3 separate regions of the Mus musculus genome follow, and all the other regions are linked to region 2. A link is a contact called in public promoter capture Hi-C data. All regions are on one chromosome and are shown on one strand. The core of a region is the stretch at or near the end of the contact, and the rest is flanking DNA. Distances in the headings are between cores, read along the strand shown.

Region 1 (2,700 bases), core at 189-2,688, 580 kb after region 2:
CCCCCCACCCCCACGAAGCCCACCTGCTGCACAAGTTGTCCCTGTTCAGGGGGGTTCGTGGCCACTCAGCTGCCCAGAACGTTCCACTGTCTACTAACCCTTTCAACCAGAATCCTGTGGTCTCCTACCCACTACTGAATTCTCAGGAGAGTCTCGGTTGTCATCGTGGACCCTGACCCCACCCTACACCTGCTAGCTTTTCCTGAAGCTAAAATACATGATTTTAGGTAGAAGCATATTCCTCATTTCTCCAACCAGACTCTGCTCCCAAAGGGCCGTCTCCAGACTGGCCCAGGTGCAGACAGTCACCAGCAATTAACCCGAGCGCACCGTTTAGGTCTGTTGACCCCCTCAGCGACATTCAGTAGAAGGTTATGAAAGGACCATCATCTGAAGTCCCTTTTACCAGAGGTGGCTCCTTAACCAAAGGAATCATTCCAACCCCCTAGGCAAAACACGACAATTCCCCTTCCCTGATTGAGCAGGTGCTCTAGCTAATAACGCGAGCTGATCCCAATCTCTTAACAGCTTTGAGCCATAACTTTTAGAAGGGGAAAATGCCTTGCTTGGAGACAACTTCAAAGCCTATCGTATTTTTGTCCTATCGTTCCACAGAAGACATTGAAAGGAGAAACAAAAGCGGCATGCTTAACTTCGCTACGCAACTATAGTGCCTCAGTTTCCCCTCGAAGCGAAGACAGCCCCCGCCTCCTGGGCCAGAAAGTCCTGGATCTCTAGAACCTCCCGATGATCTGGCCTGAAGTCCGCAGCTGCAACACCACCTGGAGCCACAGCTGCGTCCAGATGGCCAAGTCCGGGCCTGCCTGGGCGCACCCTTCTGTCACCTGGCGGGGCCCTAGGGCGCCCCGATCTCGCTGCCTTGGGGCAAGCTCTAGAAGCTGCGTCTCCAGCGTTCGCGAGCCAGGTCACACCAGATGCACCTGCCTCTCTCGGCCCGTGGGTCCCTGAGCTCCAAGCCCGACCGGAGCTCGCGTGAGAAACGCAGGAAAAAGGAAAACAAGCCATAGGCAGGGCCGTCCTGGCCTCGTCGGCTGCCACCGAGACACCACCTGCGACGCGGCCGGGCGGCAGGGACAGAGGCCGGGCCGGGCCGCCGCGCGCGCCCCTTACCGGTGAGGCGGCCGCCCCCCTCGCCGTGCCCGCGGCGCCGCTGCAAGACGAAGTAGCAGCTGCTCTTCTGGGTCACCCAGAGCTTCAGCGCGTTCTTGAGCAGCACCTCCTCGGGCTTGAGCCACATCGCGGCGAACCTGCCGCGCCTGCGGGTCCCGGTTCACATCGCCCCAGCAGCCGGCCGCACCGGGCCGAGCCCGCTTGGAAGGAGGCGGCGGGAACTGCGCGCGGAGACAGAAGCGGGAGCGCCTGCCGAGCCCCGGAGCGCGGAGACCACAGCTCGCCGGGCTCACCCCGCGCTGCCTGCCGTGGCCCCGCCCCGGCTAGACCCTGCCCACCAGCCGCGGTCCCGCCCACCCCCGAAGCCACGCCCTCCACCCTCCCCGAGGCTCCAGTGGCGCCTCCCTGGTTTCCTAGTCTCTGCGGCTCCCGGCCAGGGTTCCGGAGTGGCGGGAGGAAATCGGAGCCACTGCCAGGTCTCCTCCCTCTAGTCCCGGACGAGTCTCGAATTCCCTCCTTCCCGGTAGGAAGCGAGCAACTGCGCAAGTTGTCTCCACGCTCCTTGTTTAAAAGCTGGAGGAAGGACCTAGGGGGAAAAGACATCTTGTTATCCAAGCTGCAGGTTGCCCAACCCAGAGTCTTAACCTTAAAGAGCACAATGCACGCCAGTAAACTGGAGTGTGTTCAAGTTTCAAATAACCAAAAGCTAACACTGAAAATTGGAGACAATTGTATCTGGATTTTTTTTTAATGCTGCGCTCTTCATTTTTTTTTTAAATTAACACAGAATGCTACATATTTTAGTCCATATATACAGCAAGGAGAGGGTCAGAGAAATTGCTTTCCGTTAATTCAAACATTTACATTTCTTCTTTATTACATTTTATTTATTGGAGGGGGTGGTCACGAGAGACAGTTTGGCGCGTGGAAGTCAGAAGACAACTTTGAGGAGTCAGTCTTGGCTTCCATTATGTGGACCCTGGGAATCCAACTCAGGTCATCAGGCCTGGCAGCAGGAGTCATTCTTGACATCCCCCACTTATTATTTCTCTTACAGAATATTTTTTCATGCTTTTGTAAGGATACAACTGAAGCTATAGGAGAGGTGGCAACGCAGAAACCTGAGTCCAGCAGCAGACCATACTGAACACTGAATGTCTTACAGAGACATAGGACCTAGAAGGCACCACTATGAGACTCACCCCTGCAGGTCCTCTCCGGAAAAAAATAAGGCTCTTGTGTCTATTCTGAGAAAACATTAAAGAAAAAAACAAACCCACTAGAACATGGGAGCAGGTAATAGTAACGAGAAGCCACGGGGCATGTGAGTACAGGGTTTTAAATAAATATTTTCTCTAGGCTAGAGTAGACATGTTAGCTGTCCTTGAAAAAGGCCGAGGGAAAGGGATCCACGTGTTCTCTGTGGGGAGGTGGTTAGATCGGATATCTTAGCCAAAGGGAGGGGAAAGGTTCCCTTAGTCCCTGGGTTTTGACAAAAGGACAAAATGTGGTTGTTAAGTAGGACAGAACTGGAAAGTAGAAGCTGTCCTGGGGGAGGATCAGAAACTG
Region 2 (2,700 bases), core at 21-2,520:
AACAAACAAAACTCTATTTTCCTTTCCGGGAGGGGGCGGCTTTCTTGGGAATTTCTTCTGTTCTTGAGGGTCAAGAGCAAACATGTGAAGATTTTTCTTTTCATCTTGAAACTCCAATTCTGCTTTAAGATAAACTATGTCCTAATTATCCTGGGGACCACTGAAGGTAGAAAGTCATTTCTCTCTTTGTGTCTTTTCTTTTTAACCCAGTCACTTAGAAAAGATGAAGTCGTGGCTAGTGATCAGCAAGCGGGAACGAAGCTGAGCTGTCTCACTTTAAGAATGTCTCAAGACATATCCTGCTCTGGCAGTTCCAATAGACCAGCGCAAAAACCCAACTCCTTGTGGCTAACCAGAACCTGCCTGGCTGAGCTACTTTGTATTCACTGCCCTGCCCTTTCCTGCCTTGAATAGACTTGGAGAACGAAAAAGCACCAGCTTTTGGAAAACCTGTTTCATCTTTCCAGCCAGAAAGTGCAGTAATTGATGCCTAGACCTCCAACTTCTGACAGACCTCTTGGTGAAGGTATGGGCCAGCAAGCAGGACCTGCTCGCAGGCAGAACTCCTTCCCCTAGCGCCCCGGGAGCCGCGCTCAACCGTGCGCTCCTTCGCAAAGGCTGCACAGGTTCCTCCCTCCAGTCCTCCTTCCCAGCACGCTCCTGGGACCCAAGTGGGAAAACATTCTCCTCTTTCCACCCCACCCCACATTTACAAACGCAAGTCTCCATCCCAGGGTGGCAAAGGTAGACGATGGATGGTTCAAGTATCATCGATTCCATTCATCACTGCATCCAGCACAAGGACGCCGCCTCGTTGCATAATTAAGTGATGAAGGCTCTTCCCAGGAATCTCTCCATCCAGGGACGTCTTTAAGTCGCCACAGCACACACCGAGGTAGCTCGCTGAGGAAAACCGAGTCCACCACCCTTCTGTCTACCCGGCAAAGGGGTGGGGGACAGCACTTCATTGAGACCCGCCACCCCCGAGTTCCCAGCTCACCCTCGTACATCGGCGCTCGCGCTCCTCCCAGCCGCTGGCGCTCTGCTCGGGCCTCGCGGGGCCTGTGGGCGTCCCCGGAGCCCCGGAGGCGGGCTCTGCCCAGACCTCCGCACCGCTACCCGCCTACCCTCCTGCAGGGTGCAGGGGTGCAGCCACGCCGGAAGGAGGAAGCCGGGCGCGTGCGAGCTTCGGGGTGCAAGACCGCCGCCCACTGCCGCCCGGGAGTGTGGGCCTGGTCCTGCGCGTCGTCGCCGCCACCGCTGTGCACGCGCGCGCGCGTCCACGTTGCAGGAAGCCAGGAGGACGCACCGCGCACCCACCATCCCAGGCCTCCTGGTCCCCATTGGCCTGTGGAGAAATTGTACAGATGCAGCAACCCAGCCGCACCGCGCAGAAAACACCTTGGAGAAGGCAAAGGAAATCCAAAACTTAGGAAAACGCAACAATGTCAACGACAATGAAACACATAAGTAGATCAACAATCATTCTTTAAAAAAAAAAATTTTTTTTGACCTGAGGAAAGGTCAGATCGCTTGAGCTTTGGTATAGTACAAATCTTTATTCTTCCTTAGTTATTTGCATTTGTTTCTATTCTGTTTTATTTTGTTTTTTCTTTTTTAAAAGACCATGCCTCAATGGAGTGCAGGCTTACCTGTAACTCACTCCGAAGCTCAGGTTGGACTCCAGCGTGAGGCAATCCTCCTTTCTCAGCCTCAGGGATGCAGGGCATGGTAAATGCTAGGTACCACACCTTCCTCTATCCATAGATTTTTTAAAATTACTTTTATTATTTTTATGTTTGCATCTCTGTGTGGGTGTGTATACTTGAATATAGGGCCCACAGAGTCAGGAAAAGTGTGGGATCCCTTCCAGCAAGACTTAAGAGGGAATTGTGAGTTACTCAGTGTGGGTGCTAGGAACTGAACTCAGGTCCTCTGCAAAGGTGGTACCACCTCTTAACTGCTGTGCCATCTCTCCAGCCCCATTCATAGTTTCTTAACAACCCTGATTGGTTACCTGGGCATGGTGGCTCACTTTAATCCCAGTATAGGGAGGCAGAGGTAGGCAAATTCTTGAGTTCTAGTCCAGCCTGGTCTACAGAGCAACTTCCACCAGGTCTACACAGAGAATGTCTCTCTCTCTCTCTCTCTCTCTCTCTCTCTCTCTCTCTCTCCACACACACACACACACACACACACACACACACAGAGAGAGAGAGAGAGAGAGAGAGAGAGAGAGAGAGAGAGAACTGGTTAAGAAATGTCTGGAGAAAAACTTTTACAAACTGGCAGGGTTGGTTTCTCAGTGAACTTATCTCAGTCAGAAGGAGTCATCTGCAGACAGGAAGCCTCCCCAGGAACACAACACAGACAGTGAATGGGGAGTAGACCCCATTATCTCCAAGGCTGTTCTCCTGCCCAGGAGTACTGGGCCAGGCTCCGAGAAGACAGCTTCTGTGTGATTCAGAAGTCCAGTTTCTGTACGTTTCACTCAGAAGCTGTGACTTTTAAAAGGCCCAATTTATGAAGATTATGACTGACTTTTGTCCTGACAATGGCTGGCCAGCCCTTGCCCACCTCACCTCCTGACTCCTCAGTCCCTCCCTCATCTTGCCACCCCTCCTCTGTTCCCCCAGAACTTCTGGTGGGTCTTCCTCAGCTGGCCTCCTACCATCAGGCTTTTCCTGAGCCTTGACCTGT
Region 3 (2,829 bases), core at 239-2,738, 740 kb before region 2:
ACTGTTGGTCTCTGCTGTTGGCAGATCTGGCATTCAGCAACAACTGTAACCAGATCAGCCTTGGTGAGTGGAGTCCGTGTTATTGAGCCCAAGCATAACCCTTATCTTGGCCACCATGGCCAGTTTATTCATGTTTCCATTGAGCAATGACAGAGGTGACTGGAGAAGGATGCTGACTGTCCACAGAACAGGTCATCTTATCCACTTGATTACTGAACTCCTTCTTGGCTAAAGTCACCTTTTGATGAGCACTTACCTGGGACACAAATATCTTCACATCCTTTGCTGGTTTGGAGACATCTATCCACATACTTCTTCCCCAGAAGTCTTTCTCACTGATTTTTCCAATCACGATTTTCCCAAGTCCCTGACCATCCAGCCAATCAATTCGCAATGTGGTATTGGGTATTGATCAGCTCTCAGATTATGTACAGGAAGGAGGTTCACTGGGTCACAACTGTGCCGTTGATCTCAGGTAACTGGAACGGTAGAAAACAGAACTGGGAGAGAGAGGACTATAGTACCACTCATCACACCACAATGGGGACATACAGCCTGCCCAGTGCCAAGAGTCATCCCAGTGAGTAAATGTGGGTTCTCCGATTACACCAACACAGGCTCTAGTGGAGCCTGCTGGTAACAATGAGGCTCTGACAGCCATTGGACAGGGACTCTATAGAAAATATCTTAACTTCCCTCTTGGCTTTCCTGTGAACCTAAAAACCATTTTTAAAATGACATCTTTGTGAGGAAGGATTTGAACAGAAAAATGTGTATCAGGATCTCAAGGAACTGAAGGTGGCTTTAGATTAAACACACCACGATCGGGGCTCTCTTTGCTCCTGAGTATGTCAGCCGATTTTGTCTCTGTCTCCTGTACATTTATCCTTTGTTAAGTTCTGCACATGGCCAAAGGGTTCTGTCTCAGTGCTGGATCTGAAAGCTAAATCTAGAACAGATTATTATAATATGAAAAGGGTTGTCTAAATAGTAAACATTTGTAGACCATGAATAATCTATCACCTCATTCCTTTGTTCATTTATCTGTTGACAACACAAAGCTTACTCCCTTTTCAGACGGAAGTCCAGGAGAATGGGGAATGGATAGTCACCCTGCAAAAGCCGTAAGTATGAATCTGCATTCTGTCTGGTCCTCTTCCTGTTCAGGGCCCTCCTGCATTTTTGCCTGGTGCATATTCCACATCTAGGTTCTTCTACTTCATGTCAGCTTCAGTACAGCAGTTTCAGGGCATAGCAGCTACACAGAGGTTCAGATCAAACCCATCCATTCTCAGAATGAGTCAGTCCCTCACAGTCAATCTAGTGGGAGAGGCCTGAAAAGCAAAGATCCTGACTGCTTCCCTGGCCTCCATAAGACCAGATGAGAGGGCCTCTCCAAAGTGGGAGACAGTTTTTCTCCTATGTGACAGACATTCTTCTTACCATCTGTGGTGACTTGAATAGGAATGACTCCCATAGGCCAGATTTAAATGCTTGGTCACCAGGGAGTGGCTCTATTAGGAGGTGTGGCCTCTCTGGAGGAAGTGTGTCACTGAGGGTGGGCTTTGGGGTTTCGAATGCTAAGCCAGGCCTAATGTCTCTGTCTTCCTGCAGCTTGCTGATCCAGAAGTAGAATTCCTGTCTCTTTCTCCAGCATCATGCCTGTCTGTATCCTGCCGTGCTTCTCGCCATGACAATAAAGGGCTAGTCTGAACTTGTAATCCAGCCCTATTAAATGTTTTCCTTTGTAAGAGTTTCCATGGTCATGGTGTCTCTTCACAGCAATAGAACAGTGACTATGACATGCTCCCAACTGTGTGTGTGTGTGTGTGTGTGTGTGTGTGTGTGTATGTGTGGTATGCCTCTCGCATATAGATATCAGAGAGCAACATTTGAGTGTTAGTTCTTTTCTTCCACCGTGGATTCTAGGAGCTGAACTGAACCTGGAATTCAAAGCAGGCACTTCTCTCTGTGGAGCATTTCAGTGGTCTGCTAACTTCAAACTCTGAATTCGGCAACGGCCAACACACATGACACAGAAAATATATGAGCCACAGATGCAGGCATTTTGATAATTTTTGTCTATTCACTCTCTTCCCTCTTCCTCCTGTCCCCTCAGATTTTGGAGGTGTTGAGAATTTTGGTCAAAGCATCTGATGGCTCTCTCAATATTAATGAATCCATTTGAATGAAAGAAAATCAGATGGAACCAAACCATTTGGCTGTGCCTCCTCTCCTCCTAGTCACCCCCTCTTTCCCCTTCCCTCCTCCTTCTTGTCACCCCCTGGGGGTCAAGTGTACAAGAGGGTGAATGAAAACCTTCCTGTAGTCTTTAGCTTCTGTGGCCAGTCAGAGGTGGCTTCTGTGGGTCTAGAAAACCAGCAAAGAGAATGGGGACCATGCCACAACTCATTTTCTTACATGTCCCCCACCCCAGCCATGTGTTTGAAAGCACCGTGAATGGAGTGGAGAATGGTGGAAGTGTAGTCAATCCCTGCTGCCTCTGAGCTGTGTAAGTGTGGAGAACTGCACAGCGCTGGTTGCCTTATGTGTAAGTCAGCTCAGGCATGATATAGAGACCATCAGTCTTGTGGCCTGTTGTGTGTATGGGGGCTTAGAATGACAGGCGTCTATGAAATGCCGAAAGAATGAACAGAGTCCAGCCATCTGGCCTTCCTCATATAGATACAATGACACAGAGAATTCAGTGCTCTTGCCCGAGGTCACAAATATTACTTAGGGGCAGTGACTCTGGGACATCGGACACTTAGGTTGGAATTCTGAATACCTCCCAAACTTTGTGGGGAGGGTGGGATAAAGAACACTGAA

The links. Promoter capture Hi-C pulls out the DNA fragments that hold promoters and counts their contacts.
Region 1: a contact with region 2 is called in a promoter capture Hi-C map of neural stem cells. The contact joins the promoter of Tbc1d8 here to the promoter of Chst10 in region 2. A contact is called at or near these places in 2 of 39 promoter capture datasets (hippocampal neurons and neural stem cells), 1 of 484 Hi-C or Micro-C datasets (embryonic stem cells) and 1 of 115 datasets of contacts at active chromatin or transcription factors (embryonic stem cells).
Region 3: a promoter capture Hi-C map of trophoblast stem cells shows a contact between it and region 2, with 7 times the contacts expected there. The contact joins the enhancer-like site here to the promoter of Chst10 in region 2. A contact is called at or near these places in 12 of 39 promoter capture datasets (the 3T3-L1 cell line, 3T3-L1-derived adipocytes, the C10 cell line and 8 more) and 2 of 115 datasets of contacts at active chromatin or transcription factors (both in embryonic stem cells).

What each region holds. Positions count from the first base shown.
Region 1 is chr1:39,477,309-39,480,008 of GRCm38.p6, forward strand. It overlaps Tbc1d8 (TBC1 domain family, member 8), which reads right to left and starts at 1,439. Exons shown (of 20, transcript NM_018775.4): 1 at 1,132-1,439. The coding sequence starts at 1,258.
Region 2 is chr1:38,896,890-38,899,589 of GRCm38.p6, forward strand. Chst10 (carbohydrate sulfotransferase 10) reads right to left here and starts at 1,271. Exons shown (of 7, transcript NM_145142.2): 1 at 1,001-1,271. Gm51581 reads left to right here. Exons shown (of 3, transcript XM_030243909.1): 2 at 513-744; 3 at 828-2,061. The coding sequence ends at 1,461.
Region 3 is chr1:38,158,138-38,160,966 of GRCm38.p6, forward strand. It overlaps Gm5099 (predicted gene 5099), which reads left to right. Exons shown (of 6, transcript NR_151587.1): 4 at 1-580; 5 at 1,078-1,124; 6 at 1,615-1,755. Among named protein-coding and RNA genes, the nearest start is that of Gm5099, 27 kb to the left of the region's middle. Within about 2 kb of position 1,489, at least 5 of the 459 cell types and tissues checked have an H3K27ac peak or open chromatin away from gene starts, as enhancers often do. A contact at or near this core is called in trophoblast stem cells, where this site is marked.